Linked DNA regions of Sus scrofa: region 1 is linked to region 2. Evidence: chromatin contacts called from public promoter capture Hi-C data. All regions are on one chromosome and are shown on one strand. Each heading gives the region's core, a stretch centred on a gene start, on an enhancer-like site or on the middle of the called end of the contact. The rest is flanking DNA. Distances are from core to core; before and after follow the strand shown. Region 1 holds the start of WWP2 (NEDD4-like E3 ubiquitin-protein ligase WWP2). Region 2 overlaps WWP2 (NEDD4-like E3 ubiquitin-protein ligase WWP2).

What was found. Promoter capture Hi-C pulls out the DNA fragments that hold promoters and counts their contacts.
Region 1: a contact with region 2 is called in a promoter capture Hi-C map of liver, with 12 times the contacts expected there. The contact joins the promoter of WWP2 here to the enhancer-like site in region 2. A contact is called at or near these places in 3 of 5 promoter capture datasets (fetal liver and liver), 7 of 47 Hi-C or Micro-C datasets (brain, embryonic fibroblasts, liver and 1 more) and 1 of 2 datasets of contacts at active chromatin or transcription factors (alveolar macrophages).

What each region holds. Positions count from the first base shown.
Region 1 is chr6:17,225,949-17,230,447 of Sscrofa11.1, forward strand. It overlaps WWP2 (NEDD4-like E3 ubiquitin-protein ligase WWP2), which reads right to left and starts at 2,034. Exons shown (of 24, transcript XM_021093861.1): 1 at 1,891-2,034.
Region 2 is chr6:17,065,744-17,070,788 of Sscrofa11.1, forward strand. WWP2 (NEDD4-like E3 ubiquitin-protein ligase WWP2) reads right to left here. Exons shown (of 24, transcript XM_021093861.1): 24 at 3,037-4,848. The coding sequence ends at 4,749. Among named protein-coding and RNA genes, the nearest start is that of MIR140, 9.3 kb to the right of the region's middle. Within about 2 kb of position 3,643, at least 10 of the 83 cell types and tissues checked have an H3K27ac peak or open chromatin away from gene starts, as enhancers often do. A contact at or near this core is called in liver, where this site is marked.

The sequences.
Region 1 (4,499 bases), core at 784-3,283, 160 kb after region 2:
ATGAGTCCCTGCTCAGTCATTCACGACTTCTAGATTCTCAAACAAGGACTTCACTAAGCCTCAGTTTCTTCAACTGCAGAATAGGGACAATTTCAACCTTCAGAGGATCATAATGAAGACTGAATAAGCTCTTTTTTTCTTTTTTTGGGGGGGGAGGTGGATGTGGAAGTTTGAGGGCCAGGGATCAAACCCATGTCACAGCAGTGACTCCAGCCATAGCAGTAACAATGCCAGATCCTTAATCTGCTGAGCCACCAGGGAACTCCCATAAGCTTTTTTTACTATGGGAAAGTAGTCACTAAATAAGAGATTGAGAAGCCAACCCAAGCCAACCCAACCCCACACCTATCATTTTCTTATAGACCAAACAACAAAATGGCAAGCTCATTTACCAAGAAGAAGAGGCAGGACTCAGATTCAAATCTCTTCTCCACTTACAGGTCTGTGACCTTTAGAAATTCATTTATTCACCAAAAACTTACCAAGTGCCCATAGCACACCTGGCTCCAGGCTAGTTGCCAAATAAGCCAAATAAGATATAAACCCCGCCCTTTGAGGAATTTGCAGTCTATCAGAAAGAAAGAGAACAGCAGACAAGAAAACACAAAAAAATTGTCAACAAAATCCAGTCTTCTGAGATCTGTTTGTTCACTGTGAAATGAGAATAAACATCTTCCTAATCTAACTCCCAGGGCTGTCACAGAAATCAATTTTTAAATGTTTGTCAAACATTCTAAAAACTTGAACTCAAAACACATTAGCAAGGTACTTTTTTTTTTTTTCCTACTTGTAACCCAAAACAACTCCAGCTCCTGGGACTGTCCAGTTTGAACATTCACTTCTATTACATCACATCCATGAAATGCATTCCACTTTTGCAAATGTTAGTAAACACAAGAAAAAGCGGGTGAACAGCCTTAACACAGGTATTTAATCTCAAAATCATGATCCAGGTCACAGTTCTATGGAACACAACACAGACCTTCCAGTCATGCTAGCTAGTTACAGTTTGTCAAGATAAGCAGTCACATGGCAAAGGAAACTGAATAATTTAAACTCAAGAAAGAAAAAGTCATAAAGCAGGGTAGGTAGATACCGGCCAAGGTTACTGCAGTCGCTGTTAGGTGAGGTAATGCTGGGATTGGACCGTGCTCAACAGTTTAAGCTAAAAGCCATTTTACAGCCAGAGCAAAGTGCCCACGCTCTTTTCTTAAGCCCAGAAGTTGATCTGATCTGTGGAAATTTCAAAGAAACATGATCTGAAAGGCTAGGTTCTCAAGAAGTAGAAACCCTACCCAAGCAGGACTAAGTGGGCGTGACGAAAGCAAAATGATCAAGATTCTCTGATCCCTCCTGAAGTTTAGAAACTGAATGGGACCAAAATCAAAGTCTCGGGTACCAATCATTGCCAAAGAGGAAGGAAGGAAGAGGCGCTCAAGCGCGGTTCAGGCAGCATCTTCCTCCTGATTTTTCCTTCCACGTCGTTCGCCAATTCTCAGGCGACCCATTCTAGCTCAGTCCCAAGTTGCCCCTTCCTCCTGTCCCGATCCCGCCACAAAGGTCACTCCTCTTCATCCCTGGCACCTAAGATGCTTGTCCCTTCCAGGAGGACTTGCTGGCCACCGCACTTATGCGTGCCTTGGCGCCCACCTCGGAGTTGCCCCCGCACCGCCCGCAGCGCGCCCACCCCGCTCGGGCGGGAGCCGGGACACCCCTCCTCGGAGGCCGGAACCGCCGCGCCAGGCCCCTCCCACAGGAAGCCACCGCCCCCCGGCGCCCGGGCCGCGCCGCCCCTGGCCCACCCCGCGCTGCCCGCTGCCCGCTGCCCCAGGCCAGCCCCGCGCCCCCGCCAGCCTGCCCGCCGCGCTGCCCCGCGCCGGCGCTCGCTACCTGACGGGACCACAGAAGCGGAGCCCAACTCCTCTCCCACTTCCGCCTTCGACCGCCCGCACTCGGGCCAGGTCACGTGACCACGCGTGGTCACCTGACCCGGAAGAGGCTGGCCGTACCTGCAGGTGTGGGCAACCTAGGCCAGGCCTGGGAACCTTTAGCCAGAAAGCCTTCTTATCCTTTGTATGTTTAAAAATGGGAGGGTTTTCCCCTCGTCAGATGGTACCCGAGCAATCAAGTAAATTGAGGGCTCGGTGAGTGCCAGGAGCTTCATTTACTCCTCCCATCGAGCCCAGGGGCGTCTCTGTCAGCCCCATTTCACAGGTGAAAGGAGGCTTTCAGTCAATTAAGTCAGCGGTTAATTTACTGACTTAAAATATCCTAGGGTCACCAGATAAAATACAGGGCACCCAGTTAAATATGAACTTAAGATAAAAAATATGTAATATGTAGGTGTGCCCCAAATACTGCCTGGTACATGTTTATACTAAAAAACTATTTGTGGTTGATGCTCATATTTAATTGGGCAAATTGGGTTTTAATTTGCTATACCTGACAACCTTAAGCCTACTATGTGCCAGGCAGGGTTCTAGATTCTAGAAACACACAAAAGTAACTTTTGTGGAGCATCTGTTTTGTTTTGTTTTGTCTTTTTGCCATTTCTTGGCCCGCTTCCACGGCATATGGAGGTTCCCAGGCTAGGGGTCTAATCGGAGCTGTAGCCGCCGGCCTACGCCAGAGCCACAGCAACGCGGGATCCGAGCCGCGTCTGCAACCTACACCACAGCTCAGGGCAACGCCAGATCCTCAATGCCAGATCCTCAGCCGACTGAGCAAGGCCAGGGATCGAACCCACAACCTCCTGGTTCCTAGTCGGATTCATTAACCACTGAGCCACGATGGGAACTCCGGAGCATCTGTTCTTGTGACATAAAGCAAAAGTAAAAAGACTCCAGAACCCTTGCTGGGGTTGGTAAAATGCCCACCACACCAATCGAACCCCTATTTCCTTAATATAAAGAGTCAATAGCACTTTATGAATTAGAAAAAAAAATTAATCAATATACTTTACTGATGGTAGGGAATTCAGTTTTGACAAGTTGAAGGAAGGCTCAATTTTTCACTCTTCATCACCACAAACTAAAATGAAGACTAATCACTTAATTAGCTTTAAGCACTGTGCACTGATTATTCTGTTATTTTTGGGTCTTCCCGTTCAGAGTGATCCTATTATGCATACAAATTAAATTGGTTGAGCACTTAGTCTCTGCTTTTCCTATTTCCACTCCAGATCCATCCAGGAGATGGCCTTTCAAGGAGCTACAGCCTTTCTGAATACCGTAATTCCTATATGAATCCCATCTATAAACCTATTCAAACTTCTTTATTTCTCTCACCTCATCTCCAACTACTCTTCCACTCAGTACCCTGCTTCAGCCACTCTGGCCTGAGGGCCTTTGGACTTGCTTTTCCCTCTTTCTGGAAAGCTCTTTCCCCAGGTAGTCAGTTGGCTCACTCATCTCTTTCAGATATTTACTCAACCACCCCTCTCAGTGAAGCCTTTCGTAATCACCCTATTTTTTTTCAGCCGTGCCTGCGGCATGTGAAAATTCCCAGGCCAGGGATATGACCCACACCACAGCAATGACGTGAGTGGCTGTAGTGACAATGCCAAATCTTAAACCACTGTGCCACAGGGGAACTCCAGCATAGGAGATTTTGAAAAGACACATAAAAAAATATGAAATGTGTCATTGTAAAAGCGCCCCCCCCCCAAAAGTTAAAAAGTAAAATGAAATGTTCATTTAAGGAAAAAGACAATCTACTTAGAGAAGACACACAATTAACTACAATGCAAAGCAGAAATAGGAACTGCTCATTAAGTGACAGAACTGAAATGTCTTAAGTGTGGTGACAAAGAAGAGTTCAAACATGTCCTTGGGGAAAAATGTGATTTCGGTAATCAGAACTAGTTTACAGAGTTCAGGGACTTCTTGGAGATTAAGTAAGCAGGGATTGGCCAGCAGAGTTTCCAGGGAGAAGAGAAAACAAGGGCAAAGGCAGAGACAACAGAGTCCAAACAAAGTCCAGGACACTCCCAGAAAAGACCAGAGGAATTCTAGGGATACTTACTGATACTTTCACATAGTGTTTCATCCACATCCCCTCTCCCGCTATTAGCATATAGTTTCATAGCCTGTACATTTTCCAGTCCGGGAAATTAACTCAGATCTTCACTGGCCCACAAGCAAGACATTTCTCTTTCATAAAGGGCCCCACATATAAAAGTCGTCATTATCACTGCATGAGTTATACCTTGAGTCCTTCCATAAGGGTTTGAAAGTGTTAATTTGTTAATGTAAACTGTTTAAAGTGACCATAATTTTTGTTAGAACATTTGTTTTCTTTGCTTTTAAAAAAAACAAGGAGCCTCCACAAACAAGTGTTTCAGGGCTCACTCAATGCCTTTGCCCTACTCATTCTTCAAGATCCAGCTCCAAAGTCTTCAACTCGAAAGGGCCCCTAGACACCATATAAAATAGTACTTTGTCCACAGCTCCTACATCATCTAAATCATGATGGTATAAATTAGCTCTCAATAGATGTTT
Region 2 (5,045 bases), core at 2,393-4,892:
GGCACTGAATCAATGTGCTTCCCCAAGATGAAGCTGGGGCCTTGTTATCACTGCATTTAGCGCAAGATCAGCAAGCGCTTGCTATTTGTAAGCATGCCTCTGAATGGAAGCACACAGATCTTTAGGGTAAGTGCTTCTAGAGGGTGATCTGAGCCCCAATATAGAAAGGTAACAGGGATGCAGAGACTGAGCTTTCCAGATCCAGTAAGGTTCCCCCATTATGTGAAGTCTTAAGCCCCATTGGGGACCTTGGGTGACAAAAGGAGTCATATTTGCTCTTCCAAAATAATTTTGCAGATTTGGTTAATTTTATCAGGGACTTGTCACAGTGTGAAAAGGTAGGGAGCTTTCCTGACTATCTAATTTAACTTGAAACACTTCAGAGTAAGAAAAAAAAGGGCGGGCTATAATGAAAGCAAAGGTCGGTAATTAGAACCCCAAGGGTCAAAGAGCTGTATGAAGAATTAGTTGTACTATATTATTTAGTTCTGGAGTAATAGGCATTATTACCATCTTAGTAGTGTGCACATATTTGTTGCTTTTCAGTTTTCTTTCTGGGTTTTTTTTTTTTTTTTTTTTTTTTTGTCTTTTTGCCTTTTCTAGGGCCGCTCCCACAACATGTGGAGGTTCCCAGGCTAGGGGTCTAATCAGAGCTGCAGCCGCCAACCTACACCACAGCCACAGCAACACTGGATCCTTAACCCACTGAGCAAGGGCAGGGATCGAACCCGCAACCTCATGGCTCCCAGTCGGATTCATTAACCACTGCGCCACAACAGGAACTCCATGCTTTTCAGCTTCCTTAATAAACCTTCAGAAAAAATTCAGGCTGGAGTTCCCTTGTAGTGCAGTAAGTTAAGGATCCAGTGGTCCTGGATCCTTAACTGCAGTGGCTCTGATCACTGCCAGGGCGAAGGTTTGATTCCTGGCCCAGGAACTTCTGCATGCAGCGAAAAAAAAAAAAAAATACAGGCTTCATAATAGTTACACAATAGAATATAAATATTTATTGCTTTTTTTTTTTTTTTTTTTTGGCTTTTTAAGGCCATACTTGCGGCATATAGAAGTTCCCAGGCTAGGGCTCAAATTGGAACTGCAGCTGCCAAGCACAGCCACAGCAACATGGGATCCGAGCTGCATCTGTGACCTACACCATAGCTCATAGCAACGCCGGATCTCCAACCCAGAGTGAGGCCAGGGATCAAACCCGCCTTCTCGTGGATATGAGTCAGAATCGTTTCTGCTTCACCACAATGAGAACTTCGGAATATAAATATTTTAAATAAAAAAAAAAAAACCTACTTTGACCATGCAAAAGTAAAAGGGCAGATGCCCAGAGTTAGGAGATGGAGAAGTGGAAGAAGAGCCGAAAGGAGAGACAGGGAGCTCATAGACTGAGTGACCAGAGTGGGGCAGCAAGGGGTCCTGTCCACTGCAAAGGCTGGTAAGACAAGAATGTTTCTGAAGGGCAACTGGGTAGAATCTATCTGGAAGGATCCAAAAGAAACCAGCGACAATGCCTGCTGGGTAGAATCTATCTGGAAGGATCCAAAAGAAACCAGCGACAATGCCTGCCTCCAGAAGGTGATCAGAATGGCTAAGGAACAAAGGAGGGGGGCTTTCACAGTGGACCCTTTCTAGCCTGGAGTTTGAAACCTTTTTAAAAGTTTTTAAATTAAAAATAGAGGTGCACAGGAGTTCTCCCCGTAGCGCAGTGGTTAACAAATCTGACTAGGAACCATGAGGTTGCGGGTTCAATCCCTGGCCTCACTCAGTGGGTTAAGGATCTGGCGTTGCAGTGAGCTGTGGTGTAGTTTGCAGGCACGGCTCAGATCCCGCATTGCTGTGGCTGTGGTGTAGGCAGGCGGCTGCAGCTCTGATTAGACCCCTAGCCTGGGAACCTCCCTATGCCACGGGTGCGGCCCTAGAAAAGACCAAAAAAGAAAAAAAAAAAAGTGCATAATCAACAGTCCAACTCCAGGACGGGCCCCTCCTGGAAAAGCAGCATCGATGCACAAGACCTGGCCAACAGCATTCACCAGCAAACTGGACACAAATGCAATGCCTGTTCGGACAAAGACGGGTGTGCTACAGAACAGCCATACCGTGGACTATCACGCCCTAAAGAATTCATTGGACCTATGCTGACAATCATGGAAAGGTGTCCCTAATACCTCATTTAATGAGATAAGCTGCTCAACATGTATGTCATTTTTGGTGTATTTTCCAACTATATGTATATATGATTTATACACACAAAATTGTTTGGAAGGACCACCCACTGAACAGCAGTTACTTGTGGGGAGAACAGTTTCACCGAGAGGTGTCTTACTTGAATTGATTATGAGATGTCTGTATAATGTATAGACTTCGGTGGATCATTTCCTCGAAAGTACGGCACTGCCCTGTCAAGTGGAGAAAGGCTTCGGAGTTGGGGGGTAGTGAATTCGGCTCATGAACTCCAGGAAGGAGGTGCTCTGTACATCTCTGCCTCCCCTGGAAAGAAGCCTGATCACAGCAAGGCTTGATCCAGGACAAAGTCATTTCCATGTCGAAAGCACCAAGACCGCACTGATGGGTCCCATCGGAACCCTTCAAGAAAGGGGTCAGCAAGCCCTTGTCTGACCAAGAGCCCAAGACCAGAGAGCCCTCTGCACCATCAGGGAACTCAAGAGATCCCAGGAAATGTTTCTCGAATGAATGATCGCCCAGAACACTGTCCCCAGGAGCTGGTGCCCGAAGCCTGTCTAACCTGTAGCCTCATCTCTTGGCACTCCTGTGCCACAGCACCTGCCCAAAGAGACCCAGGCCAAAAGGGTGCCGCGAACCAAGTGACGGAGGGCTGAAGTCTGGAACCCCTGGACAAGGACACAGCAACCTGTCAGAAGTGCGGCTGTCTTGGTAGATGACGCACACAATTCTCAAAACCAGCAAGGTCATGGAATTTCCACCCAGTCTGGACCTGGAGGGTGTGTGGGGCCCAGAGGCCTTTTGCCTGGAGGACAGAGATTTGGACACATCCACGCCAACACCACCCACAGCTGCTGATTGTTTATTGCACAAGAAACTGGCAATACCGAGGCAAGGGCGGGGAGCGTTACAAAACAATCTGGTGACCACCTCAGAGCTACCAAAGGGCATTCCGTACAGACACCTCAGTTATATACACATATGTACACACACACCCACATGAACACACTCCGCACACCCAGAGCCCGAGGCTTCCAAACCCCGCCTGGCAGCTGGCACCCCAACCCCCAACACGGTGAGATGCTGCAGGGAAGCACGGCAAACGATTCCAGGGAAGGAAAAATGGTTGAGCCGCGATGAACTGAGCCGCTGACATCAGCACGCGCAACAGAGCGGCCAGGGCCCTCCTCCCTGGGCCGGGCCAGGGAAGGACGAGGCCCTGGGACCATGACAGGGTCCTCAGAAGGCCCCTGGACCGGCCCGAGGGCTGCATGGGGGCCCCGCGACAGTCACCACTCCAGCTTCCCAGAGGAGTGTGTTCACCTTGACGATTGCAACACATGGCAGGATGCCCACGGCAGAGGCTGGCGGGAGCTCCAGAAATCAGGCCCGACTGGGCATGGCAGCTCAGGGCCCTTCTGCTGGTTTCCTACAAGCAGCTGTCGCCTCACTTGGAGGCAGAGTAGGCTCACTCCACAGTGGCTGCGTCCCACCTCATTCTCCACCCGGACGCACGGGCTGCCTGGAGGTCCAGGGACTTGAGCCCCATCGCTACATCTAGCGGTGGTGGGGGCGGGGGGGGTTCTTCGCGGAGGGAGAGGGCAAGGTTGGGGTGGCACTCGGGACAACAGCGCCCTTCCCTCTCTGTCAGGGCTCGGGGACAAGGCTGCTGTGAAGCTGAGCTGCCAGGTCAGGCCTGCCTGAGCTCACACAACTGCTGAGCAGGTTCCTAAGTGGAGCCGCTGTTGGGGCAATTCTTGGACAAACAGGGCTGGGGCCGTCGAGGTCCTAGCCATGCCTGGCACGCCAGCTCCTTGATGGAAAGTGACAGCAGCATAGCAACCACGAAACACAAAGCAACCCCACACACAAAATGCTTCAAGTTTATGTCAAAGGGAAAAGAAAGTCTGAGGGCGTTTGCTGTTTCCATCCCACTGACATGACCCTTTATCTGCTGGAAAGAACGAACGGGCCCGCGCCGAGTGCAGGAAGGGGCCTTGCTGCTCGGCCTCGGGAGCTAGAGCCATTGAGGGAGGTGGCCTAGATCCAGAGCTCCTCTCCCTCAGACCTTCCTTTACACAGGTCACTGGAAAGTTCCATATAAAACAGAACCTCTTTTACTGGCGAAGACCTTGGGCTTCCTTAGCCCAGAACACCTACCCCGAGTGGCCGGTCTCCTTCTCACCTAGCCAGCCCGTGAGGCCCAGGGCTTGGGCTCGGGCGCCCTGCCTGGCACCCTCACACACAGCTAGGGCGGGTCTCGGGGAGAAGGAGGGTGAGCTCTGCACAGAGGGGCAGCTCTCCCGACACTGCAGTGGGTGATGGGGCCGAGGGTGACATGGGGGCTTTATTCCAGGCTGCCACCAGTGGGTAGGAGGGAGGGGCAGGCGGGACCTCTTGAAGGCAGGCTCTGCCGCCACCGGCCTGACGACGCTGTGGTCCCACACGGGGCCACCGTCTGCAGGGGCCTCCCGGGGGCTGCGCAGCCAGCAGCCTCTCGGGCAGGGAGGACTCAGGACTGCATATGTGCTGGGGGGCGTGGGAGAGGGCGGCCTCAGCTACTCCTGTCCGAAGCCCTCGGTCTCCTCGATGGCGTACAGCAGCTTCTCTTTCAGCTGTTCGTAGCTCTTGTATGGTGGGAGGTCCAGCCGGTTGAAACTGGTGAGAAAGAATTGGGCAGACAGCACAGGGAGGTCAGAGCTCTCACAGCCACCGGGGGTCCACATAGAACCCCACCACCACCACCCCACTGCGCTCAACCGTGATGCCAGGCAGACAGATCCTGGGACAGGGTTCTCTGCTGTGTCCCTGGACCAAGCAGGGCTTAGAGGAGGCAGGGCTGCAGGGGAGATGGG